Linked DNA regions of Danio rerio: region 1 is linked to region 2. The links are chromatin contacts, called in public HiCAR-type maps. All regions are on one chromosome and are shown on one strand. The core of a region is the stretch at or near the end of the contact, and the rest is flanking DNA. Distances in the headings are between cores, read along the strand shown. Region 1 has its middle 50 kb from the start of id3. Region 2 overlaps asap3 (ArfGAP with SH3 domain, ankyrin repeat and PH domain 3).

Region 1 (2,700 bases), core at 9-2,508, 140 kb before region 2:
TCAATCCAACGGTTGCCATCCAATCAAATTTTTCATAGAAAAATCATATCACAAGACAATCAAGAGACTGATTAGTATGCATATTTATTCATTTTCCTATAGTCTCTGATCTTTCAGAGGTTGCCACAGCGGAATGAACCGCCAACTACTATATGTTTTTACGCAGAAGATGCCCTTCCAGTTGCAACCCAGTACTGTGACACACTCATACTCTCTCATTCACACATATACACTACGGCTAATTTAGATTATTATATTCACCTACACCACATGTCTTTGGACTGTGGGGTAAACCGGAGCACCCAGAGAAACCCACGCAAACACGAGAACATGCAAACTCCACACAGAAATTCCAGTTGGGGATCGAACCTGTAACCTTCTTCCTGTGAGGCTACAGTGCTAACACCTAAGCCACCAAGCTAGACTGCATATCCCTTATGAAAAGATGAAGGATCCCTGTGATGACTGAAATCGCCAAATGGCCTTAAACGATAAGTAAATGCACTACAGAATGTTACGTTTTCAAACATGTGGACACATTACATGCAGGCCTATTCTATCAGTGCTGGTTTGTGGTGCCAACTGCTGGACACTCATAGCTTCTTAGTCAAAGTTCATACTGTATAACCTAAGCCGTAACATAACATCACAGCTAGATTTTTGCCATTTATGGTTACACAAATTTTGCTCGGCATGTAAACGCTTTTTATTGGCTTATTATAGGCAAGTTTGTTATTGTATTGTGTGTGTTCTCATATTAAATTGAGCTTTTTAGAATACTTACTTTTTGCTTTTGCTGTAGTATTTAGAACAGATGCATTTATTTACTTTTGAACTATTCTACTATATTTTTTGGCAAGTAATGGTACCTTTACTTGTGGATGATTTTTCGGTACTTTTTCCTCTGTTGTCATTCATTGACAGGTGAGTCCAACAGTCAATTTTTGACCCTGCTAAAACAAAAATGTTTTTCTGTGCCTGTATTAATCCTCCCTCCATCTCTCCTTCTGCGTCTGATGGTGACTCTGAGCGAACAGTATGAAGGCAGCGAGTGTGACAGAGCCAAACTGTCCAGGTGCAAGTGTCTGACTGACTCCTCCCTCTCTCTCTTACACACACACACACACACACACACACAGGATGAAGACACTCGGCAGTTATTTCTGTGTTTCCTGTCTTGAGACTCTCTCACACACACAGGTGCAGTGGAGAGTCACTCAGTCACTCACATGCACGTGTGTGTGTGTGTGTGTGTGTGTGTGTGTGTCGACCGGACACGATGACACACTCTGATATTCCCCTCAGAGAGAGAGAGAGAGAGAGAGTGGTTGTGTGTGTGTGGTGTTGTTACTAAAAGGGCAAAGGTCATGAATCTTTATAAGCTAGGACTCCAGAAGGCGAATAAACTGGTTTGCCTGTTGGTGTTTTGTTAGAGGTCACTCTGGTGTCACTAATAAGGGTTTCTGTTGTGTATGAGAAACATTTAAACCTTAATAGTGTGGTGAAATAATGGTACTCGGTTGAGTCCCATGTTGAACTGACCATTTATAGGCCAAAAAAGCACAGTGCGACCTTGGAGTAAATGTGTTTATTATAATGGCTGATCTTGACAATGTGACTATTATTAAGCAGTGCTGTAAAATTTGTTAGGAAGGGTTCGAGTTTGGCATAGAGTTCCTATACAAGCAACAAAACTCTTAGAGATTTAAATGAGTTCGAAAGAAATTGCAATGAAAATGGGAGAAACGTGGCAAAATCATGCAGTTTCTCACAATAAAAAAAAAACTACAAATGAAACAACATAATCTGGTTATTTAAAGTATTTTTATTCACCTATGTTTAGAATTATCCTCTGCACTGTATTGTGTTATATATTTAAACAACAGTCTTGTCTGATTTGCTGATAGTCATGCAATATTCTGCAATCTCAGAACACGTACAGCTTCCTCACTCTTCTGTATTGCCCACATAGCGTGACAGCAGATCAATAAACTCACTACAGTTTGACAAATATTGCTGCTGTTGGACAACATAATGTAACTTTAAGGTTTTTTCTGGGCAAGAATGCAGTTGTTTAGATTGCATCTATTGCATCAACCGTCTTTGCTCAGCTCAAAAACAGGCTGAAGGCTGCCGATGCACTGTATCTCAGAAATGATACCCATTTAAAATAGGCACTATACTTTTAAATAAATAAAAGTATAGTGCCTATTTTAAATGGGTATCATTTCTGAGATACAGTGCATCGGCAGCCTTCAGCCTGTTTTTGAGCTGAGCAAAGACGGTTGACATTGTCCATTCACAAGATGGCGACAGAGACCACATAATAAGCCCTTAGAGGAGAAAAGATTGGCGTATTTTCAAACTACAGCTGATCAAAACATTATAAAATTGGTGAGTGACATTCTAAGTAGATCTCTCGCTTTTGTATGTTGCAGTGCTGTATTTATACTACAGTAATTGCAATGTATTGAGGGTGAAATGGGACTCATATATTAGGAATGTATGTATTTTGTTTAGGCCGCTCTTTGTATAAACCTGAGTTAGTTTTTGGTTGACCATTTGTTTGTTTCTAATGAGTGTTCTGTTTTCATTACTGCAGACTAGTTCAGTAAAAAGAAAGATAGAAGAAATGCCCGCATGTGTTAAGCGTTTTTCATTATCACAACAGTAATCTGGTAGTGATTGCGTTACTTTGGC
Region 2 (2,700 bases), core at 125-2,624:
GAATCATTCATTGAAAATGAGACTTAAAAATAAATAAGGGCTATACAAAGTAGATTGTTAGATTTATACATTTAGCATTATCAGCAACAGTTGTAGTAACAGTGAATGTTTTACAGTACTGAATATTTTACAATTTATTTTTATTCAGCTGATTATTTCTTCATTTTATTTTGATTAAAAATACAGGTTTTACATTTTGTTTATTAAAACCAAAAGTTTCTTGCAGTACTGTTTTGTAATAAATAGAAAAAAGTTACATTTGTCTCCTTCCCTTTTTGGCTGGATGGATGGACGGATGGACGGACAGACAGACAGATGGATAGATAGATAGATGGATAGATAAACGGATGGATGGATGGATGGATGGGTGGGTGGGTGGGTGGTTGGGTGTAAAGATGAATGGATAGGTGTGTGGAAAAATGGTTGGGTAGTCAGATGGATAGATGGGTGGAGGGATGGATGAAAGAATAAATGGACATGTACATAGATAAGATAGATGGATGGACGGGTAGATATATAAACAGACTGTGCAACTATGAGCATGATTGACACACATTCAGGAATGTAGTTCGGTAGACAAATAAATCTTTTGTCTGATTGTGATCTTCTATTGTTCTTATTGTAGTGAACTCTGCGGGCGAGACGGCTCTTGACATTGCCAAGAGACTGCAGCACATGCAGTGTATTGAACTGGTGAGTTTCACATGTTGTACACGTACACAGACTGCTGATACAAAGCTTTTATTGGCTTTGTCTGTGTATGCGAGCACATGTTTGTACAGATATTATCTCCAGGTTGACTTGGTTAAACTTTATCCTGTTTAATATCCTGAAGTCTCATATGACTGTGTTCTTAAGCAACATCCCCTGCATATAATTATATCATCACATAAAGCAAGCATACAATAATGATGCAGTTTAATATCATTTCTGCCAAATTAAAGGCCGGGGTCATGCAGTCCCCGATGGTTGATTATAAAGTTTTTGTTTTGCTGTATCTTATTTATATCAGTCTTGTCAAAACTGTAACCATGTGAGCCGGCTATGATATTTCTTATCTTTTTTGTGTATGTTCAGTTGGAATTGGCACACAGTGGGAAGTTTAACTCTCAGATCCATGTTGAATACACATGGGAGATGCCACAGGACATGTATGACAGTGAAGACGATCTGGATGAAAGGGTCTGTTATGACTTCATACTATATGAATTTTTGTATTAGCAAAGTAGTCCTCAGGAAAACAGATTTCTCTTTTTTTTTTATTCCAAATCTAAATACAAATGCTCAATGTCATTGTTTAGGCAAGTCCTCATCCTAAAGTATCACGGTCTCCACTTCCCCCTACTGGTGTGAACGGGCACTGCTCTTCTGCGTGGAATTTAAATAAAAGCTGTCCAGCCAGAACCTATGAGAACATTGACTTCCTATATCGAAATCCACCCAACAACAGCGCCCCCACTGGTGGTCACATGCCACCTCCACTACCAGCTAAAGCAATACAGAGAGGTAAGATGCTGTTTATCAGCCTTTAATTGCTGAAGTCTGGAATTAAGCATCGACAAAAGAGCTGAATGTTGAGCTGATCAAAATTGAATAGACAAACAAAAATTATTTTATTTTATTTGAAAAGATGAAGTGAGCTGGTTGCATATGTAGATTTCTATAGAAACCCTGCAGGTTTATTCCAGACAAACCACAGCACGGTCATAGGTAATATGTGTCCCCACAGGACGTTCAGATCCTCAGATTTCGGGTTCCATTCCAGAGACTCACACTCCGTACCGCCAGAGTTCTCATCCCACGGGTTGCTTTCAGAAAATTAGCACCACACCTCCAGAGCCCTGTGGACCCACACCTGCACGCTCTCACAGCACCGGGCCATCTAAAGGACAGAGACAGACCGTGTTCTGGGAGGGACAGCCGTTCTCAGGGGCAGAGGGCAAAAATCACTCCACCTCACCCCAGAGTCAAAGAGGACCTGTCAGGTTAGTCAATGCAATTCTGCGTTTGCTTTAACTTGAGGCCAGATATTTCCTCAGTATTGTACATTATTATTATTGTAGATTTTAGTTTTACTGTCATTTACAGTTGCATTAAAAAAAATGAACTACATATGAGCTATCAGTATTGTTTAAAGCATGGGTGCCCAAACTCTGTTCTAGAGGGCGGTGTCCTGCAGAATTTAGCTCTAACTGCAGTTAGAAATAACATAACCCACTAGTTCTTAGGTAAACTAGAAACTTCCTGGCAGGTGTGTTGAAGCTAAACTCTGCAGGGCACCGCCTCTCCAGGACCTAGTCTGGGCCTGGTTTAAAGGATAATTCACTAAAAAAATCTGAACTAAACAAAATCTGTCATTTATTCACTCCTGTGTTATTACAGATCTATATGATTTGGTAATCCATTGTTTTTCATTGCATTTTTTTTACCTACAGTTGAAGTCAATAGGAACATTCTTCAAAATATCTTCTCGTTTGTTACCACGCTCTTCTAGTGCTGGACTTTTAGAATTTCACTCTGTAAACCTGATGTGATCTGGCGGCACTTCTTTTAGTTACTATGCTCCAAATATTTGGAATTGTCTCCCAAATGAAGTAAAAGGATCCCCCAGCATTGATGTTTTTAAAAAGCGTGTTAAGACACATGTTTTTAAAATTGCGTATGAATACAACAATTTGTGAAGTGTATGCATTTTATCTA

The links. HiCAR-type assays count read pairs that join an accessible place to other places.
Region 1: a contact with region 2 is called in a HiCAR-type map of caudal fin, with 4 times the contacts expected there. The contact joins two enhancer-like sites. A contact is called at or near these places in 6 of 18 Hi-C or Micro-C datasets (caudal fin, embryo, gastrula embryo and 2 more) and 1 of 4 datasets of contacts at active chromatin or transcription factors (caudal fin).

The regions. Positions count from the first base shown.
Region 1 is chr17:28,808,244-28,810,943 of GRCz12tu, reverse strand. No RefSeq gene overlaps it. Among named protein-coding and RNA genes, the nearest start is that of id3, 50 kb to the right of the region's middle. Within about 2 kb of position 1,258, at least 34 of the 62 cell types and tissues checked have an H3K27ac peak or open chromatin away from gene starts, as enhancers often do.
Region 2 is chr17:28,673,090-28,675,789 of GRCz12tu, reverse strand. It overlaps asap3 (ArfGAP with SH3 domain, ankyrin repeat and PH domain 3), which reads left to right. Exons shown (of 26, transcript NM_001365099.1): 20 at 626-693; 21 at 1,078-1,182; 22 at 1,302-1,506; 23 at 1,766-1,985. Among named protein-coding and RNA genes, the nearest start is that of asap3, 41 kb to the left of the region's middle. Within about 2 kb of position 1,374, at least 5 of the 62 cell types and tissues checked have an H3K27ac peak or open chromatin away from gene starts, as enhancers often do.